2 separate regions of the Mus musculus genome follow, and region 1 is linked to region 2. Evidence: chromatin contacts called from public ChIA-PET data. All regions are on one chromosome and are shown on one strand. Each heading gives the region's core, a stretch centred on a gene start, on an enhancer-like site or on the middle of the called end of the contact. The rest is flanking DNA. Distances are from core to core; before and after follow the strand shown. Region 1 has its middle 4.0 kb from the start of Gm39782. Region 2 overlaps Gm31585 (a long non-coding RNA gene).

Region 1 (4,212 bases), core at 592-3,091, 180 kb before region 2:
GAGCAGAGATTGCTGGCCCGCCCTGATGCAGGATCGGTGGACAACCCAGTCTAGAACTTCTACCGATAAACTCAACTAACTGTTAATGATGGAGATGAAGGTGACCCATTGCAGTAGCCCAAATGAAGACATCCTGCCAGGTCAGGAATCTGGCACCTTTTCTGTGTTTGCTGACAATTCAGATATTCTATTGTAAAAATCAAAGTCCCCTCACCCCCTACCCCCGGGATGGACAGATGGCTCAGCGTTTAAGAGCACTGATTGCTCTTCCAGAGGTCCTGAGCTCAATTCCCAGCAACCACATGGTGGCTCACAACCATTTGTAATGGGATCTGACACCCTCTCCTGGTGTGTCTGAAGGCAGTGACAGTGTATTCAAAGTCACTCCCCTCCCTGCCATTTTTCTACAACTCATTTCTACAAATGGGTTGTAAGCCATTATCATTTCTTTGTGTGTCTGTGTCTGTGTGTACACACGTGTATGCACAGGTGTATGCCCACCTGCATGTGGAGGCCACAGGACCGTAGGTGTCCTCCTCAGCAGTACTGTTCATCTCTTTGGGGCGGGGTCCCTCCCAAGCTGAGACTACACCACTAAGGCTGCCTGGCTGCCAGTGAGAGTCCCAGGATCTGCCTGCCTCTGCCTCCCCAGTGAGAGTCCCAGGATCTGCCTGCCTCTGCCTTCCCAGCACTGACTACAAACGTACATATCTGCAGCTGGCATTTCCACGTGAGTCTTTGTCCTAGTTTGCTTTTTATTGCTGTGATAAACACTGTCCTGACTAATTTTGTGTCAACCTGTCACAAACTAGAGTCATCTAAGAAGTGGGTTCCTCAATTGAGCAAAGTTTCCACAAGATTGGGCTGTAGGTAAGCCTGTAGGTTTGCCTGTAAGTTACTTTTTTTTTTTTTTTTTTTTTTTTTTTTGGTTTTTTTGAGACAGGGTTTCTCTGTGTAGCCCTGGCTGTCCTGGAACTCACTCTGTAGACCAGGCTGGCCTCGAACTCAGAAATCCGCCTGGCTCTGCCTCCCGAGTGCTGGGATTAAAGGTGTGTGCCACCACGCCCAGCTGTAGGTCACTTTCTTAATCAGTGATTTATAGGGAGATCCCAGGCTGTTGTAGGTGGGGTCACCTCTGGGCTGAAGGTGCTGTATTCTATAAGAAAGCAGTCTAAGTAAGCCATGAGGATCAAATCACTAAGCACCATCCCTCCATAGCTTCTGCATCAGTTTCTGCCTCCGGGATCCTGCCTTGGCTTCTCTCACTGGACAGTGTGATTCAGGATAAGGAAGCCAGATAAACCCTTTTCTCCCTGAGTTGGTTTTGGTCATGGTGTTTCACCATAGCAGTTGTGACCCTAAGACAAACACCATCAGCCGGGCGTGGTGGCACACGCCTTTAATCCCAGCACTCGGGGAGGCAGAGGCAGGAGGATTTCTGAGTTTGAGGTCAGCCTGGTCTACAAAGTGAGTGCCAGGACAGCCAGGGCTACATAGAGAAACCCTGTCTCGGAAAACAAAAAACAAAAAACCAGACAAACACCATCATCCAAAGAACCTCGGGGATGGAAAGGTTCACTTCTTCTTATGGTTTATAGCTCACCACGGAGGGAAGTCAGGGCAGGAACTCAAGGCAGAACCTGAGACAGGAACTCAAGTAGAAGCCACAAAGACTGGATGTCTCTCTGAAGTCCCAGTCTGGTGCTGGAGCCCTGGAGAGCTGCTGGTCTTGGTTGCAGCAACAGGATAGATGAGCTTGTCAGCAAGAGTGAACACAGGAAGGCAAAAAGCAAAGTTTCCTCTTCCGTGCCCTTTTATGTGGCTGCCACCAGAACGTGTGGCCTAGATTTAAGGTGATCTTCCTGCTTCAAACAATCGGATTTCGAAAACCCCTCTCAGGAGTGCCTAGTAGTTTGGGTTAGTTAATTCTAGACAGGTTGGCAGCCAAGATTAGCAAGGAAGTCCCCGACTCCAGCTAGAGACACCTCATCTGGCTGAGCGTGGCTCTCTTTCTTTGTATATAATCTCAGCCACATTTTAAAAGATTTTTAATTCTTAAAAATTACATGGATATGTGTGTCTGTGTGTCTGTGTGTGGGTATGTGCACGTGAACGCAGGTACCAGTAGAGACCAGAAAAGGGTGTTGAATGCCCGGGATCTGTAGATAGAGGCAGTTCTGAGCCACCCAGCGTGGATGCTGGATTCTAACTCAGGTAATCTGCAAGCAGCCAGGGCCCTTGACCACAGAGCAGAATCTCGTAGCCACACTTTAAATCCATGACAGAGTCTTCCCTCCTAGAGTGTGAGTTCTGTGAAGAAGAGAACAGCTCTTTTTTTTTTCTCCTCACCCCTGCAACACTCCTACTCCAGAATCTAAGTTCAGGGCAGTGTACCATGGATGTTTGTTGAATGACTTACTGACTTCATCTTATATAAACCAGCACTTGTGTTGATTGGAAGATGGGGGTGGGTGGGGGAGGCCAGAGGTGGACTGGACTCCAGAGTTTGCTTTCTTTGAGACATGGACTCACTATGCAGCCCTGGCTTGAACACACTTTATAGACCAGGCTGACCTCAAATTCACAGAGATCTGCCTGCCTCTGCCTCCTGAACAAACATTGGCATTAAAATCATGTACTATCATACCTGGCTTTTCCAGGGTTCTTTAGCCAAAGATTAGGGAGTGGCGCACCCTTGGCTGGCAACAAGCACGAAGATTCCAGGCAGAAATCAGCTTACTCACGTTTATTTAGTTGTTTGTTTGTTTGTTTGTTTGTTTGTTTATTATTTAGTGTTTCCAACCTGGGAACCAAGTAGGAGAGGGAACAGGGACCGTAGAAGGTATAGGTGCCAGTGTTCTTTCTTCTTACCCCTGCTTTCCTGAACTTGGGGCCCCATTAGTGGGTCAGCTCCAGGCAGAAGATGACAAACAACCTTCACGGTCCCTCCAGGGCCTCCTCTGAACACCAGAGCGCTGGCATGGCACATGTGTGTGCTTTAGTTGACACTTCTGTTGAGACCACTGTAGTTGTAAGAAAGGATACAAAAGCCAGGGGTGGCTGGAGCCTCTAACCAGTCATCCTTGCACCTGGGAGGTGGAGGCAGGGGGATCAGAGGTTGAAGGTCCTCCTCACATGTTGGGTGAATTCAATGACAGCCTGGGCTCAAAACACAAAAACAAAGTAGAAACATAATACAGAGAGAGACTGGGGGTGGGCCCCAGGGAGTGGGTATGGACAGCCCACTGACTGGCCTCAGGTCTCCTGTGTGACATGCTGTGTTCTGTGTTATATCTACATGTCACATTTATCTATCATTCATATGTATATGCATGGGTGTGGAACAGAAGAGAGTTTTGTGAGGCTGGCTCTCTCCTTCTACCTTGTTCACCTCAGGAATCCATCTCAGGCGATCCGGCTTGACCAGGAGCACCTTCATTTATTGGCTGCTCCATCTTGCTGGCCCCGATCTGTGCAGACTTCTGCTCTTCATCCCAGGCAAGGTCTAGAACGTTCTCATCACTCTAAGGATCCTTCTTGCTAGTCTTTATGGCTACAACACTTCCCTAGTACGCCATCACTCCTAGACAGCCAGAGGGTCCCTTGGTGACCCTGAACCTTCCCTCCAGTCTACAAACTCTGCTGAGCCCCTCAGACACACTGTGTTTCCAACCACTGCTGATGTGCCTGATGAGACCCACCCTAGTACGTGGCCCATCCAACGCCAGGCCCGAGTGGCCAGGGCCAGAGGATAACTTCAAGGAGACAAGAGTGATGAATAGGGAGGTGGCAGAGGCAGCTGGTGTCAGGTGCCTCCGGTTCTCCATCCGCTAGGATCTGTCTGGGGCGGGGGTTTCCGTCATTCCTCCATCCTTCCCATCCTCAGCCTTGTCTATTTCCTCAGCAGAGAAGCGGTGAAGGGCGGGGCACTGCCTGGAGAGCCCTGCCTGGTCAGTGTGAGGAAGTGTGGTTTCTGCGGAGGGTCTGCGTGGGAGCCCCGGGGTCGCCCTGGGTGAGTGGGGGAGGCTCACACCCAGCATCCATGAAGATGCAACGAGGCGACGTGCGAGGAGCAGTCAGCGAAGTGCCAGGCGTAGAGAGGCCGGGCGCGAGCGCCCGCGGCTCCATTTGGCAATGAATTATGTATGGCCTGCTGGCTGAGCGGGCTGGCGGGCTGCGGGCTGTGCTCTCCAGCAGGGGCGCGGCTCCCGG
Region 2 (4,096 bases), core at 366-2,865:
GGGCCCAGTCCTGTAGAGACCATGGGACACATGGGGAAATAACACCTGGTTCTGAGATCCTATGACTAAGGTGGGTGTTTGCTCCCACAATGATGGGGCACAGCTCCAACCACCAGCAGGAGAGAATAGAACCCAGGGTGGAGGCTGCCAGAGTCTGAGAACACTCTGAAGGTTCATGCCCTGGGAGCCAAGGGCTCCACTGGCTTTGGCATCCTCGGCCTCTTCCTCTTCCTCCTCCATGGGCACTGGACATGTCTAGGCTGAGAGGATGAAGGAAGTACTGAAGACAGACAGAGTCCTGATGTTGTCCCACACTGGTCTAGCTTACAGGGAAGGACCTGGTGCTGCACAGAGAGATGACATTCCTTAGGACACAGAGGAAGTCAGTAGCTGAAAGGCCTTATGCAGTCTCCCGGCCTCACACCCAGCCCTTTGTCCACTGAGCAAATTTAAGATGCAGGGAGGGGCTGGAGAGGTTGCTCAGTGGTAGAACACTGGCTGCTTATGTCGAGGACCTGGCTTTGTTTCTCAGCACCCACATGGGGCTCAGAACGACCTGGAACTACAGTTCCAGGGGATCTGATGCCCTCTTCTGGCCTCTGAGGGCACCAGGCATCCATATGATACACAGACATACATGCAATCACACACTCGTAAAACAGAAACAAATCTTGAAAACAGAAGAGTCTGTTTGTCATGATAGTCAAAGTGCGGCATAGTGGACTGTGCCAGCAGAGGACTCCCACCCACTGGGAAAGACATCTCCACAAATCATGGTTGCTGGAAGAGGAAAGCCAGGGACAGGAAACAACCTGTGACTCTCAAGGCTGCAAGCACTGAGGAGGGGGGACTCATCTAGGAGCCAAACTCCTAGTCCCCCTGCCATGGGTCCTTAGAGCCAGGAGCACCCCTTATGGGACTGCCAGCCCATCAGCTCTTCACACCTGTCATCAGTTCCAGAAGAGAATGAAATGTCAGGCATGGGGAAGGGCAAGGGGCGGTGACTGCTTCACAGGTACAGAGCCTCACATTCGGGGACATGAGCCACTTCCCTTTCTTTTGACAATTTGATGTTAAAATTTTATAATCATAGCCAGGTGTTGTAGCAAACACCTTTAATCCCAGTGCTTGGGGTGCAGAGGCAGGCGGATCTCTGAGTTCTAGGCCAGCCTGGTCTACAGAGTGAGTTCCAGGACAGCCAGGGCTACACAGTGAAACTCTGTCCCAAAAGAAAAAAAAAAATTACAATCATTAAAATGTATCTGGAGAGGAGAGCACACGTCATACCACAGTCCCTGTGGAGAGGCCAGAGGACAACAAGCAGGAATGGTTTCTCTCCTTCCACCATGTGTGTTCCAGGGCCGGAATTCAGGTCCCAGGCTTGGCAGCAAGCACTTTTATCCACTGAGCCATCTAGTCAGCCCTTCAGTTCTTTTTATTTTGGTAAAATACACATAACACAAAAGTTACTCTTTGAGCCACATTGAGTCTGCAGTTCAAGGTGTTTAATCCACACTTGACTTTTTGAAAACAGAACCTCCTGCCTCCACATCCTGCCCAGGCAGGCCCGGGGAGGGCTGAGCAAGACAATCGCTTGGCTGAGCAGTGAGGAAAAGGAAACAGGAAGGGTCCGGAAGGAAGCGGCTTCCCAGCAGCCTGCTCAGCCCCACCCAAGTCCTGACCAGCCTCAGCCTCCTCCAGGAAGAGTCACCATGCCTCACCTCAACAACAGCTGGGGCTTGCCCCCACCCGCCCCCGCCCCCACCCCCGCCCGCCCCCGCCCCCTCCAAGCAGGAAGCATGAGAAACTTCCCTGGCCTCCACTCTAGTCAAAAGGCAGGTATGGTCAACTTGAAGAGTCCAAGGTTCTCATCCATAAAGTGGGGAGCAGGTGAGAGCTGGATTCCCCAGCCATTCTGAGAGCTTATGTAAAGCAAGCTTGGAGATGCTACCAAGCAGCTTCCGGTGCCAGCGGCATCCCGTGTCAACAGCTTCCGGTGTCAGCGGCTGCTAGCGATGTCACGTCACGGCTGTCATTCTGGCATCTTGTGTGTCCTGGCCGTGGGTCTCGTCAGCATCCCTAGACCAAGTCCTTGAGCTTCAGTAGAAATTCACAGGGTTCACCATGACTCTGGGACCAGCTCATGGCTAGCTCTGTGGCCAAACAAGACACAAGACTGTGAGGGACAAGAGGGGACAGGCAAGGCCTCTGTGCTCTGCCAGACTAATAAACAATAAGTACATTCAGGTGCTTGGGAAGGGTCAGTCAAGCTTCCTGGGGACATGAATGAAGGCGGACAGACAGAAAGATCCAGAGTGGAACCACCGGGCAAAGGCCAGGAGGTGACAAACACCGTGGAATATACAGGAAACAGGACGCAAAGGGAAAGGGTAGGAGAGGGAAGGGTCTGGGGGAGACCAGCGGGTGGGCAGATCAGGGTTTGTGTGTGGCCCAGCGCCATTTTGGCTTTCCTTGTAGGTAGAAGAGGCTGCAGGAATACTTTAGAGTGCTGGCCTATGGTCAGAGGAGACCTGAAGTGTGCAGGCACCACCTCAGGCAGGCATCGTGGGAGAAAGACTTGGAAGAGAAAGAGGCTTCTAAGTGGGTGGGGGGAGCTGGAGAGGTGAACTGGTTAGCAGAACAATGTCCCAAGCGTAACCCCTGGGGCACACAGATGGCTTGTTTCACAGCAGAGAGGAACAGAGGCAGCTCACCAGCCTTTGAGCCGGGGGTTTCTTCTAGTTCATCCGAGTGACTGAGGGACTCTGAGATGGGAAAGCAGGTAACTGAAGAGCAAGCAGGGCCAAAGATCAGGAAGGTAGTCAGGGGGTGGGCTCTCTGCTTGGAGAAAGGTAAGGAGGCTGACCCTTACACACACACACACACACACACACACACACACACACACACACACACGGGGGGGGGGGAACAGAAATAGAAAGAGACTGCAGAAAGAACCCACTGCTAACACACACATACAAGGGGGGGGGACAGAAACAGAAAGAGACTGCAGAAAGAACCCACTGCTAACACACACACACATACACACACAGAGACACACACAGACACACACACGAGAGAAAGAGAGAGAGAGAGGGGGGGGGAGATAGGTGGGGGGGTGGAAGAGACAGAAACAGAGACTGCAGAAAGAACCCACTGCTAACACACACACACAGACACACACGAGAGAGAGGGAGAAACAGACAGAGTGACTGCAGAAAGAACACAGTGCTAACACACACACACACACACACATGCATGCACAAGAGAGAGCCTGCAAAAGGAACCCAGTCCTCTCTCTCTCTCTCTCTCTCTCTCTCTCTCTCTTTCTCGTGTGTGTATGTGTGTGTGAGAGAGAGAGAGAGAGAGAGAGAAGCAGAGACAGAAATAGAGACTACAGAAGGAACCCAGTGCTAACACACACACATACACACACAAACACATACACACAAGAGAGAGAAGCAGAGACAGAGACATAGAGATTGCAGAAGGAACCCAGTGCAAACACACACACACACACACACACACACACACACACACACACACACACACACACGAGAATCTGCAGAAGGAACCCAATGTTGCTGCACACCTTGAATTCATCCAGATTTGACCTCTGACCTGTAGAACTCCGCTGTTGTTTTATGACACTAAATCTGGAGTGATTTGTTATGGTAGCCATCACAAAGGGCTGCAAGAGGAGAAATGGGGGTGCGAGAGGACAAAGTCCGTGCCCCACAGCGCTGGGGCCAGAGCCCAGGAGGGCCTCATGGGAGAGGTTGCCTGAAGGCAGTAAGAGAGGCAGAGGATGCTTGGGCCAGAGAGGTTCCCCACAATTGCTTGGATCTCATTTATTTCAAGCATCGAAACAACCACGCCAGAAAAGCTTTCCTTACTAGAACTAGCCAGGCAAAATCAACTGAATTTGAACCTCACTGGTTGAAGTTAAGGTGGGCTGAGATGCCCAGGGCCAGGAGGTGTAAGCAGGGAGCCTGCGCGTTCACAGTCATAAAAGATGTTCGCCTGTGGGTTTTTCCTGTAGAAGAGACAGTAGGTGGGGCTGGTTCTGATCCTTTCCCACCTCTCTCCCATTAAT

Evidence for each region. ChIA-PET counts read pairs in DNA pulled down with a chosen protein or histone mark.
Region 1: an RNA polymerase II ChIA-PET map of memory CD8 T cells shows a contact between it and region 2, with 224 read pairs. The contact joins two enhancer-like sites. A contact is called at or near these places in 11 of 39 promoter capture datasets (the C10 cell line, cranial neural crest, embryonic stem cells and 7 more), 11 of 484 Hi-C or Micro-C datasets (CD8 T cells, Th1 cells, bone marrow-derived macrophages and 7 more), 19 of 115 datasets of contacts at active chromatin or transcription factors (SST interneurons, bone marrow-derived macrophages, cardiomyocytes and 11 more) and 1 of 9 other capture datasets (embryonic stem cells).

What each region holds. Positions count from the first base shown.
Region 1 is chr2:30,725,725-30,729,936 of GRCm38.p6, reverse strand. No RefSeq gene overlaps it. Among named protein-coding and RNA genes, the nearest start is that of Gm39782, 4.0 kb to the right of the region's middle. Within about 2 kb of position 1,841, at least 13 of the 459 cell types and tissues checked have an H3K27ac peak or open chromatin away from gene starts, as enhancers often do. A contact at or near this core is called in memory CD8 T cells and regulatory T cells, where this site is marked.
Region 2 is chr2:30,545,535-30,549,630 of GRCm38.p6, reverse strand. It overlaps Gm31585 (a long non-coding RNA gene), which reads right to left. Exons shown (of 3, transcript XR_374225.3): 1 at 3,593-4,096; 2 at 2,715-2,786; 3 at 1,787-2,153. Among named protein-coding and RNA genes, the nearest start is that of Gm31585, 3.1 kb to the right of the region's middle. Within about 2 kb of position 1,615, at least 72 of the 459 cell types and tissues checked have an H3K27ac peak or open chromatin away from gene starts, as enhancers often do. A contact at or near this core is called in memory CD8 T cells and regulatory T cells, where this site is marked.